Regions from separate parts of the Mus musculus genome. Here all the other regions are linked to region 3. Evidence: chromatin contacts called from public promoter capture Hi-C data. All regions are on one chromosome and are shown on one strand. The core of a region is the stretch at or near the end of the contact, and the rest is flanking DNA. Distances in the headings are between cores, read along the strand shown.

Region 1 (4,013 bases), core at 968-3,467, 700 kb after region 3:
TCGAGCTCTTGTCAGGCTACCAGCCTCAGGATCCCTGAATCACTCTTCCTCATACCCACAGCTGTGACACCAGTGGTATGTGGCTGGCCTGGACAACGTATGCTGGGCATTTTCTTAATAGGGTAGCCTTGATTGGCCCCAAGAAACGGGTAGAACTTTAAAATATATATTTTTTGAAAACTTGTAATTAGATTTTAAATGTATTTCGTGTGTGTGTGTGCGCGTGCGCGCGCGCACATACGCACACACTGTAGCACACACTGTACTACTCATCTGGAGGTCTGAGGACAACTTTCAGGAGTTTGTGCTGTCCTTCCACCATGTGGCTTCAGGGGACTCATCTCAACTCATCAGGTGTGGTACCAAAGGCCTTTACGCGCCTTGCAATCTTGCTGGCTCTAAGTCTTTCTTTTAAACAGCTTGTACATGCTCATAAAACAAAACCCGAAAGGAACAAAAAGGTTTTATATTGAAAATTTAAAAGTAGGTCACCTCCCAATAACCCAGTTCTTCTCCCCAGAGGCCACCACTGGTATCACTTTCCGAGTATTCGGTGCAGACAAGAACCGTCAGTCTCCCTTTACCCCTTCCCCGTCTTTATTCTGGAAAAAAATTTAAATCAACAAGGTCGCAAGGATAGTCCAGTAAACACCCTTTCCCAAAATTCACCAATTAACAATTGGCCACATTATGTGAAGTATTTTGCAAAGATGATTATCACCTAATGCTTGCAACACCTTACATTCATGTCAGTTTTGTCCATGTGGTCAGTGAGGTGCCAGTGAGGGCAAAAGACCTGCCCACAGCTGGATCAGAGCTGGGCTTTCCCCTCAGGCTGCAGGCACACTTTGATCTGGGCTCCTTCATTCCTGATTCCTTGTGCAGGAGAGCATTTCTTTCTCAAAATGGAAATGCACCTCCCCGGGGTAGTCACCAGATGACCAGTGGAAAAGTACGCAACTCTGAAGGCATTTCTCTCCTAAAGCCTCCTTGTGACCTGAGCGCAGCTGCTCTCAGTGCCACCACCTGCTCCAATATCACCTCCATTGTGAAGAATGAGTTAGTTCAGCCTGTTAAAAAACACAGGCTGACTTCTGGAACTGCCAGCCAGCTGAGCCTGGAATCTCAGGTCAAAGTGATTCCTCCTTTCTGTCTTGCCTCCCTCACTCTTTCCCTTTCCTCTCCTCCTTAGCCTCCTTATAAAGGTCTCATTACGGTCCAGACTGGCCTTAAACTCTCCACCCTCCTAGATCTACTTTCAGAGTTCTGGGACCACATACTCCTTTCTTGTTCCTCCTCCCCACACTTACACCTGCATACCTTGGGAACAGTTCTGCATGCTCTCTGCTTAGATCCATTTCACTGCTGCTGGGAACAATTTGCCTCCTAAGGAGCAGGGGTTGTCCCCCTCCATCCCCCTCCCCTCCGCCCATTCTGGACTCCTCTGTCGTTTCCTTTCCAAGTGGCCTTTTGCCTGGGAGTCTGGACAAGAGTGGCCTGTAGTATATAGTTCAGGCCCTTCTTGCAGAGTGACCTTGCACAAGCTATTCGCAGTGTCTGAGCTTTTGTCTCCTCAAGCACAAAACGGAGGTAAGAGTGCGTACGTAACTCTAGCAGAATTGGGCTCCCATAATAGAATTGACAACTCCTCACGGCTGCTGACATCTTCTAGTCACCTCGGAAACACTACGTCTTATTACTTAACTGCTCCGCGCGCCTCAGTTTCCTTACGTAAAACCGGAATGGTCACGGGAAGGTTATGGAACTTTAATGATCTAAAACACGGGAAGCACTTGAAACAATTTCTAGTCTTTATGGTGGCATCTGGGTCGACCACAGACCTAGCACACAGTAGGGGCGCAGGCTAGACGAGGCAGAAGGCCGCAGCGAAGAGACTACGAGAAAGACAGGGGCCCGCAGGGAGACCGCGGAGATCTCCGGCGTCCTTCCGGGAGCAGCCCAGCCCAACGCCGCAGCTGTCAGGCCGCGGGCGGCGGCGCCAGTCCACCAAACCTGAAAGTTCCATCCCAGCGCCTCCACCTTCCCAGCCTGGACAAGTTACCTTGCGCCCGCTGCTCCCGGTCCCGCCCCCGTCATCCATTGGTCGACGGGTTTCTTTGTTAGCAGGAGCGTGCGGGTGCCATTGGCTCGCGGGGCTGCCGGTTGCGGTGCCCCGCCCCACCCCGCCCCTCCCCGAGTGCGCGCGGCGCCCAGCTCGGTTCGTTCGCGGTGGCGGCGGGCGCCGGGTGAGCGCGACGGCTGGACTTGCCGGCCGGCGCCTTGGGGGCGGCCGCGGTGGAGCCAGCGGCCGGAGGCCGCGTCCGTCCATGGGCCCACAGCGGCCGGGCGGCGGGGCGGGGCGCGAGGCGGCGCGCGCGCTCTGAGGCCGCGGCGAGCAGGCGGGGCGCGGCGCGAGAGGGGAGGCCTTTCCGGGCCTGCGGCGGCCAGCGCAAAATGCGGCGGCGGCCGCGCTGAGTCCCCGACCCCCGGGAGAGCGCTGGGCCGTGGCGGCCCGCTCCGCGGCCGCCTAGCCGACATGTCGGCGGCCAAGGAAAACCCGTGCAGGAAATTTCAGGCCAACATCTTCAACAAGAGCAAGTGTCAGAACTGCTTCAAGCCCCGCGAGTCGCATCTGCTCAACGACGAGGACCTGACGCAGGTGAGCTGCCGCGGGTGCGGAGCTGAGAGTCCTGCCTGCGAGTCGTGCCGGGGAGCGCAGAGCCTGCGAAGGCCAAGAGAGAATAAAAATGGAGCAGGGAAAAAAAATGCGTGAGAGTTGGGGGATGGGGTTGGAATGGGGGCGGGAAGAGTATCGATAGAGCTGGGACAAAGGGAAAATCCTCAAGAATGCCGAAAAATAACATCCTTTCCCGTTCCCATAGCTCTGCCGTGTGATTCATGCTTGTTGGGTGACTCAAAAAAATGTCTGGTTTCCCTGGATAGGAACAAAGTGGGGCTTGCTTGCCACTTGTCAGTACTACCCCCCCCCTCGCCCCCCTCGCGACTTGTCTTGGGACTGGACGCAGACTTGGCCACCAAACTGTCCCAGGAATTGGCATGTTTGCGTGGGTCACCAGTTTCCATCTTGTGGAATAGAGCCTGCTCTCCTTCTAAGTCACTGTCACCGTCAGGGTCTGAAGAGAGATGAGGTGTTTCTCTTCAGATGGGTGGGTCTTGCTCTTGAACTGAAGGTAGGAATAGCTTTTGTCGAGGGGTAGGGGCTTCCCTTCTTGGTTTTGCTTTCTGGCCCAGGAGACCAAGAAGACCTGTACATTCTGGGGAAAGTTGGTTTCCCCCTCTGTCTGCCCTTAATTTGTTAGTCAGGATTTTGGACCAGGTTAGACGCTCTTCCTAACCCGTGTCAAAGTCACAGTCATGGAAAACAGAGTTCCAGACCTCCAAGTCACAGTCATGGAAAACATTGTCCTAGATTGCCAAAGACCTCCAACCCCGGAGCAGTGTAGGAGATTGGGAATTTGTGTTGGTACAAGGTCTCCAATTTGGGCAACTGGCCCTTGGGAACTGGTTGCTCTCCCGTTTCTGGTGTTGAGGATTCCTGGCCTTGTTTGCAGCACTTTGGGAAAGCACTATATATCCTGCTCCCCTTTCCCCTCGCCCACTTCCTTTGCCCCCTGCTTGCTGACTTCAGTGGAGTTCCCCACACGGTCCAGCCAGTGCCACCTAGTTGTAGCCACTCCTTTTGGAAAGAGCTGTTTAGACTGAAAACATTGCTTTGAAGTGCCCTGGTTTGGCTGTTTTTAAAGCCTTTATGGGCAAGCAGGCAGGCAAGCAAGGTTTGACTTGTTTTATGGGGCAAACTAGAGTGGAGTAGTAGGGCAGGGGTTATGGCCTCTTTCTCTGAGGTCAGATTTCCAATAGCCAGGAAGCAATCAGGAAGCTTAACCAGACTCTCCAAGTCTCAGTCATTGATTTGTGAGAATGCCAAGGGCCTTAGAGACCTGTCTATTTGGGAAGGGTAGGACTCTTGAAGAGAGAGAAATGTGATTTCCTCT
Region 2 (3,772 bases), core at 498-2,997, 580 kb after region 3:
TTGCTCAGAGTTGGTTGGAGTCTCTGCCATGGTCAGACAGTGGTTCTACAGTGACCAAGGGTGGCAGAGAAGCAGGTCTGAGCGGCCATCAGTTCCCTTGTCCTTCGGGGTGTAAAGAAAGCCAAGCACTTTGGCTTTTTCCTGGGACACAGCCACCTCAGCCTGACAGGTGAGACCAAAAGTCATGGAGTAAGACTTATGCTTTTAAAACTAACAGGAGATGGAGAACACTTGGAGCTGCGTGCTGACCACCTCCATGCCAGGAGAAAGAAATTAGAATCTAGGGTTTCAAAGCCTGATTCTGTCCTCAGCTCTCCACACACTGGTTCTGCTTGCCACTGCTTATGTCCCCCTCTCTGGGATCCTAGGCCTCACTGAGCTGCTCGCTGCCTGTGCTGAGCCCTGAGGTTTCACTTTTTCCCATTGTTTCTAAAGGCTTCTGCAGGGAACCCCCGGGAATTCTGGTCTGCAGCTTAGGCTTACACTCAGAACTCTATTGCTTGGGTTTGGAAAATCCATCCAGATGAGTAACTGCCAATCCGTCTTTGACAGTGATGCAAGCTTGTTCACGTCTTGAAGCCACATCCTTCCTGTCTCCAGTGTCACAGTGACCCCTATATATTTATCTCATTTCCCCTTTATTTGTACCCAAGGCTGCTATCTGGGTGAGTACAATGTCATGGAGCAGAGTGGATAAAAGGTCCAGGGTATTTTTAATGGCATGATTTATCTTAGTCAATAGACAAGGAATTTCTTTTAGACTCATCTAACATTAAGGTATTTCTGGGATGTTCTGTTTGCTGTTACGTGGTTCATGCATGTTAGGGAGGTGTGTGTGCGCGTGAGCGCTCACAGAAGAAGCAATTATAGCTCCCTAGGACTTAAACAGCATCTACTCAGGGTGGCAGAGGGTGGACTGCCTGTGAGGGGGGGAATGTGCTGGAAGCCCAGGGGGCAGCTAATGTAAAGAGCAAATCTGTTGTGGCAGGTCTTAGCAGCAGGGGGCAGAGGGCTGAGAACTCCTGGGAAAGACTAGGAACTGAGGGGTCAAAAGTCTAGGAGGATCTGTGGAGCTGGGGCAGCAGTCAGCAAGAACACTAGAGATGACAGAAAGATGTGAGGTGCGGCAGGAGACAGGGAGAGGAGATGCAAGAGTGGACACGAGACAGGTACATCGAGCTTGGGGCACCTTCAATGTCATCTTGCTGTCACATGAATATCAATTCGGAGGCCATCACCACCTTTCAGGCACTTTCCTCTACCATCTATGGCTTCAGTCTGAGAAAGCCACTTAGTGTCTCTACCACTCAGCAGAAGGAACCTACACACCTCAGTGGAGAAACTAGATGAGAAGAGTAAAAAGAATCAGGGCAGCATCTAGGCCCAGAGTTCTGACTAAATGTGAATCACGATGCTCGTTATAGATGTGAGATGTTAAAGAGCCGTTAAAGCGATGTACGCATGTAGTCTTCCTCTTTATATGCACACAATTCCACCTGATCGGGTTCTGTCTGTCAGTGGGAAATAGAGGAACACTGAAGGGTTAGCTGTCAGCCCGTCTGGGCTGTGAGTCCTCACCTTGGTGCTCTGGGGTTATTATAGCTTATTTTCTCCTGGCTTCCTCCTTCCTTTGAAAATAAAAGCAAGAAACCAGGGCTTTCCATTAAAAGAAATCGGGAAGCAATCTCTTCTGCTTTCTCAGTGTCTGAAGGAGGAAGCTGAGGTTGAGAAACAGTGAAGGCTGTGCCCAGGTCCTAGCCTCGTCACCATGGGTTCTGGTCAGACACGAGTCCTGGTGACTTTGTATATGCGTGTTCTCTGTATACCACATCTGATTGTGTTAATGGCTTTCTTATTTTTATCTCTACAGAGGAACTTTTCTTCCATGGCTCAGGACATACGTCTGGATCAAGCTAAGAGAACTTTCTGGTAAACATTTGGCTTACTCAGTTCTTACTAAGTCAGAGATGGTGATTCATTAAAAACCTGTACCAATCTATGGGGTACCCTTAGAGGTTTCAATATTAGCATCTAGTTTCCTGTGTTTCTGATAACTTCGTTTTCTGGAAGTGGAGACTTTTAATACCATTCTTCTTTACTCCCATGGGGTTTTCATTCCTGCACTGCCAGTGTGGACCTAAGCCCCGAGACCCTCGAAAGGGCTGCTGCTGAAGATGACGAGTGTCCGTTGCAAGCTGGCTCAGTATCTAGAGGACCTTGAAGATGTGGACCTCAAGAAATTCAAAATGCATTTGGAAGATTACCCGCCCGAGAAAGGCTGTATCCCAGTCCCCAGGGGCCAGATGGAGAAGGCAGATCACTTGGATCTAGCCACACTCATGATTGACTTCAATGGCGAGGAGAAGGCCTGGGCCATGGCTGTGTGGATCTTTGCTGCGATCAACAGGCGAGACCTCTGGGAAAAAGCTAAGAAGGACCAGCCAGAGTGGAGTGAGTAAACAGAAGGGTTTTTGGTTTTGTTTGTTTGTTTGTTTGTTTCTTACAGTAAGGTACACGTGACATAAAAGGTGGAATTTTAGTAATTTTACATATATGGCTTAGCAACAAGAAAACATATGGTTGTGCAACCAACTTCTCATCTTGCACAACTGAAGCTCCCAACACACTAGATGATAAGTCCCCATTACCTAACCCCATCTCCTAGCAACCACCGCTGTTTTCTGTCCCTGTGAACTTTACCTCTATGGATTCCTCGTGCAGGTAGATTCATGGAGGGCTTGTTTCTTTTGGCTGGCTTACTTCACTTAGCATAATGTGTTCAGGTACATCAGAATTTCCTTCTTAAAAAAGGTTAATGTTGAATATTCATGTGTGTCTATTACATTGTGCTTGTCTCATCTGTGCATATCCATTTGCTATGGATAACTATGTCTATTCAACATCTTCAGTTCTCTGGTTTTGAGTTCGAGTCTCAAGTATCCCAGGCTGGCTCCAAACACAGAATCCTCTTTTCTCTGACCATGGGTTTTCCTTCTCTCCTGCAGGGGTACGGGAGGGTGAGGGTCAGAGGGAGGGGAGCAGTGTGGTTTTCTTAATTCTGTAAAAACTCCGGTCTCAGTCTTCACTCACTCGCAGGTGACTGTTGTGGCTGGTTCCAACCTCGTGAGTTGGCTCAGTGCTGAGGTCCTCCTCTGGTTCCCCAACCAGCTCATAGCAGATGCTCGTCTGCTCTAAACCAGGGAAGCAGCAGAAGGGATTTGGAATAAACCAGGGAAGTCCCAGGCAGAAGATGCTGAGTGGGAGCTGCGGAAGGAAGTAGTCACCGGAGATAAGGATGCTGGGGTGGTGTGACTCAGCAGTAGAGCACCTCCCTGTTATGCACAGGGATCTGGGTTCCACTGGGCCAGTTGGAGATGATGATGAGGGGTGTGGCAAGGCAATGGCAATCCGGGAGAAGGAGACGGAGCTAGGTGGCAATCCAATTGCACATCACAATGCAGCCGTAATTGTTCCTGACCTGAGAATGTGTACAACAGGAGTGAAGTCTCAGCAATACAAGTCCTGACTGAGCAATTTTAGATTTTGTTTTTCAAATTAAAGCATTAAACGTTTTTAGCTATTTATGTTGTGTGCCTGTATGTGTGTGCTACGGCACCTATGTGGAGGTTAGAGGACAATATGCAGGGGTTGATTCTTTTTACCATGTAGGCCTTGGGGATCAAACTTCAGGTCATCTGGTTCGTGCCTTTACTCCCTGAACCAGCTCTCTCCGGCTCTGTACCAGGTAGTTGGGTTTGTTTGTCTGTTTTTT
Region 3 (4,388 bases), core at 582-3,081:
AGGTGCAGCGCCCAGCTCGGGAACCAACGCGGTGACAGCTGTAGTCTGGCCTTGCCGAGGTTTGGGGGTGCGGGAGTGTGGGAGCGTGAGCACCGGGGTGTAGAGAAGGTTTCCCGCGTCCTCTGATGGGCACCTCGGCCTTGGGTGCTGGAGAAGCGACGCGCTTTGCCCTCTCCGGCTCCGGAGCATGGGCATGCTCGGGGGCGTTTTCTGATTGGTCAGTCCAAAAGCTCTGACTGATCCAATTGGCTGTGTGAGGTGCAAGATGGACAGCTCCTTCCTCCCTGGCTCCCTCAGAATTTCAAGCCCTGTGTGTGTCGCCGATGTCTCACAGGGTCGTACATTCCCAGAGGCAAGAGTTTCGGTTCTTTCTGAACGTGAAGCTATTTTCCCTGTCACTGTATCCATAAGCTGGCACTAGAGAGTGGCGCGGGCCGGGACGTCCCGGTTCCTGGGCACCACCAATGGACGACCCACGTCCTCCGGTTGGCGTAGCGCCTACCCGCGACCGCACACCGCAGGCACGGGCTCGGGATTCCCCGCTTTGGCGTTCACCGGCGTCAGTTTAAACTACACATACACGTTTGGAAGCAAAACACCATGATTGTCAGTGAGTTCTATTTTTTAACCAAATCCGTAAAGATGCACCACAGTTTGATTTCTATCCTTTTCTGGACTCACGTTTTTTGAAATTATGTGGACGACATTTCTCATCCTCTGACGTGATCTAAATAATCATTATTACTATTGTTTGATACCCTGATTGTGACCTTTGGGGGAATCCTTGAATACAGCCCATGTTATCCTTGAAAGCCTTTGCTTCAGAAATCCTTTTTTTTTTTTTTTTCCTAATTTTCTTTCAGATCTAAAGATGTTTTATTTTGTTTGATAAAGCGTCATTTCAGTGTACTCTAAGCCTCAAAATTATTATCCTTCTGATTCAGCTACCGAGTACTGAAGTTATAAGCATGGACTACTGTTCTTTGAGTCATATCTTCTAGTTTTTTTTTTTTTTTAATTAACGTACGTTAACTGTGCTTAGTAATGGGTTTCATTTTGATAACTTCACACACACACACACACACACACACACACACACACACACACACACACCAGCTCTCCCCTTTTTTTCCTCTTCCCTCTGGTCCCTTTCTCTCTATAAATACCACCCCGACCCCATTTTTATGCTTTTTTTTTTTTTTTTTTTTTAATCTAGCTTCCACATGCTAGAGAACCCATGCCATGCTTTTCTTCCTGCCTGGATCCAGCTTACTTAACACTGTGATCTTGAGTTCTTTCCATTGTTCCAGCAAACGACACAATTTCTTTTCGTTTTTCTCTTTATTTTTTTCCATCTCTACCCCTCCCTATTTTTAAAAAATAGTGTTAATACTATGTAGCCCTGGCTAACCTCAAACACACAGATATCCACCATCCTTTGCCTCCCGAGTCCTGGAATTAAGCTTAACTGCTGAGCTACCTCCAGCCCTCGCCCCCAGGGGCGTCCTCAGACCAGGTGGATGTTTTTTTAGTATTCCAGAACTCAGGAAAACTATGCCTCGTTGTTATATAAAGGAAGCATGCAGAAAGGTTCTAGAAGGTTCTTTGTGTCTTGGGAGTCGAGGCAAGATTGTTTTGTTTTTTTATTTAACAACAACAATAAAAGCTCCAAGAAAGCGACTTGAGTTTTTTCCACAGACCCCGCTGCCCTCCTACCGAGCCGCAACTAACAGTTCCAGAGTCCACACCACTCAGAGAGAATATAAGAGGCAGGGTGTAAAGTCAATCCCCCAATGGACCAATCAGAGTGCAGCATCCCATAATGCCACCTGGTGGGCAGCCAATAGGAATGTAGCTGGGTCTATAAAAGCAGTGCTACTCGCCCCCCACATTGTGCACCTGAGGAGCAAGGGAGGCGGACGATTCAGGAAGATGGCACGCACCAAGCAGACGGCACGGAAGTCGACGGGAGGCAAGGCTCCGCGCAAGCAGCTAGCCACGAAGGTGGCCCGCAAGAGCGCCCCGGCCACCGGGGGCGTGAAGAAGCCGCACCGCTACCACCCTGGCACGGTGGCGCTGCGCGAGATCCGGCGCTACCAGAAGTCCACCGAGCTGCTGATTCGCAAGTTGCCATTCCAGCGCTTGGTGCGTGAGATCGCCCAGGACTTCAAGACCGACCTGCGCTTCCAGAGCTCCGCGGTGATGGCGCTGCAGGAGGCCTGCGAGTCGTACCTCGTGGGGCTGTTCGAAGACACGAACCTGTGCGCTATCCACGCCAAGCGGGTGACCATCATGCCCAAAGACATCCAGTTGGCTCGGCGCATCCGCGGAGAACGGGCTTAGGCTCCCACAGGCACCGCTCATGAACCCAACGGCTCTTTTCAGAGCCACCCACAGAGTCAGAAAAAGTGTCTGTAACGTAGACTTAGGTGTCCTGTCTCCTCAGGAGGTGAAGACAAGGTGGCCGGCAATCGAAGTGTCTCCCCAGATCAGTCTAGAGGGCTTAGCAGCTAATCCTTGCCCATTGAGCTATTTGACTTGCAGCTCCGTCCTATTCTAACCTGCCTTCCCTTGATAGGTATAGTGGCCTGAGCCCTTGTACTACAAGATGATGGTTGTGTTGCTGACTGGTTTTACCAAGTGAAGGTAGCTCCTACCGGCAGTAAACGTGCTATGTTTGCATAGTTGATAGTATCCAAACGCATCTGCTCAGTAACCAAGTTACTTATGTTTTGTGTTTTAAGGCTCATAATGCCTGGTATTAAAAAGGCTAGCTATTCCTGTACTTGAAAAGTTGGCCTTTCTCCTGATGGAAAGCCCAGTGAACTGCCTTTGATTAAAGTTAATTTTGCCCATCTGTTAACGGCGGCAGCAAAAGAGTCAGGAAAGTGTTAACTTACATATTTCCAGGGGACACATCCAGAGAATCCTGTCTTAAACGATTCCTGTAGGGTACGAAAGTCTAGCTGTTGTCTTGACTCAACCTGAGTTGTAAGCAATAGGAACCTCTCTTATCAAAAGGATGTTTTGCGCTGGAGTTTAATTCTCTGAGCCTTGGTTTTTCATACTGTCCAGTACTGTATGACTTCTGAGCCATACAAAAAGGGTGGTGTTCAGAGATGACCGGCATGGAGACTAACCGGCTTGATCAGAAATCAAACTGGGAGGAACCCGAGATGGTTAACTGAACTGCATTAGTGGAGGGCTGAGGGGAATAGCCTGAATAAGCCTGTGAGGTTAACACAGAAAACTTTACCTCTCCTTTGTAGTGGAATCACTCATTAATGCCAATGTTAAATACATAAATTACTCCTAGGGTGTGCATATAATATAAGTATGCAACTGAAGAGTTTTGAAGCCCATTATGTCTCCAAGCCCAGGGATGGGGGAGCAGGGGAGGGCAAGGAGGCAGAGGGGAGGTAGAGGGGGGCAGGATGGGGGGGTGGGTGAGTCTAAAGACTGTTTGTGTAGCCTTGGCTGTCCTGGAACTCCCTCTGGCCTCAAATTCAGAGATGAGCCTGCCTCTGCCTCCGCCTCCCGAGTGCTGAAATTAAAGGCAGGGATCACCACCTCCCAACTTTGAGTTGCTAATTTCTAAATTGCCCCCTTTTCATTTTCCTAGCCTCAATCCATGCAAACCCGACCACATTTTCCCTGCATTCCCCACCTGAGTCTCCACCTAATCTCTTTGCCCTATTGATCTATTTATTGGTCCCACAAATATGGTCTAGCGAAGCCATATTTCTGTCACCGCCCCCTTCTCCCTGGCTCCACCCTAAGCAACGAAGCCCCCGCCTCCTCCCTTCGGTGTAGCAGCCTCAGCCCCGCCCCCGCGGCATCTCTGCCAAGCAACCTGCCTGCGTGAGTTGACGCCACAATGGCCCTCTGCCCCAGCTCCTGGTCTTCCCTAGTGCTGTAGCACAAACCCAGCCTTTCCCCCATGCGGCGCACTTGCCCCTGGCACCTGGCGCAGTGCAAGGCTCCTTCCTTGTGAGTAACCACCGTCCAGAGAATTCGCTCGCTCACTCACTGTCTGGGTCGAGACTAGGGGGTTCCTTCTCCTGTCCCCACCAAAGTCAAACCATAAGCTTCAAACCGTGGACCACTCTGATTACGTGGGTCTCCTGGATGAGCCCTCATTGACCTTAGATGACCCAAGAACCCTGATGTCTGTCTCTGCTCTAGGGAAGCCAGGGCCCTTTGGCCCTGGTTCTGACTAGGTGGTCAGACTAGGTCAGACTAGGTGGTTCTGACTAGGTGGTGAGACTCTTGAGATTGGGTCGGGAGAAGGTAATGCCCTGTGCTCTGCTCATAGAAAGTTCAGATGAAATTAACATGGCAGCCACTCTGGAATATCCGAAGATGCTTGGCTTTCAGGATTCAGAGGA

The links. Promoter capture Hi-C pulls out the DNA fragments that hold promoters and counts their contacts.
Region 1: a contact with region 3 is called in a promoter capture Hi-C map of liver, with 2.9 times the contacts expected there. The contact joins the promoter of Mprip here to the promoter of H3f4 in region 3. A contact is called at or near these places in 5 of 39 promoter capture datasets (hippocampal neurons, liver, neutrophils and 1 more) and 1 of 115 datasets of contacts at active chromatin or transcription factors (bone marrow-derived macrophages).
Region 2: a promoter capture Hi-C map of liver shows a contact between it and region 3, with 2.6 times the contacts expected there. The contact joins the promoter of Nlrp3 here to the promoter of H3f4 in region 3. A contact is called at or near these places in 8 of 39 promoter capture datasets (the C10 cell line, hematopoietic stem and progenitor cells, hippocampal neurons and 4 more), 2 of 115 datasets of contacts at active chromatin or transcription factors (bone marrow-derived dendritic cells and bone marrow-derived macrophages) and 1 of 9 other capture datasets (macrophages).

What each region holds. Positions count from the first base shown.
Region 1 is chr11:59,660,290-59,664,302 of GRCm38.p6, forward strand. Mprip (myosin phosphatase Rho interacting protein) reads left to right here and starts at 2,218. Exons shown (of 24, transcript NM_001368931.1): 1 at 2,218-2,659. The coding sequence starts at 2,537.
Region 2 is chr11:59,540,939-59,544,710 of GRCm38.p6, forward strand. It overlaps Nlrp3 (NLR family, pyrin domain containing 3), which reads left to right and starts at 1,748. Exons shown (of 10, transcript NM_145827.4): 1 at 1,748-1,929; 2 at 2,131-2,451. The coding sequence starts at 2,175.
Region 3 is chr11:58,959,880-58,964,267 of GRCm38.p6, forward strand. H3f4 (H3.4 histone) reads left to right here and starts at 1,832. Exons shown (of 1, transcript NM_001318003.2): 1 at 1,832-2,394. The coding sequence starts at 1,933. The coding sequence ends at 2,343. It overlaps Trim17 (tripartite motif-containing 17), which reads left to right and starts at 3,902. Exons shown (of 7, transcript NM_031172.3): 1 at 3,902-3,990.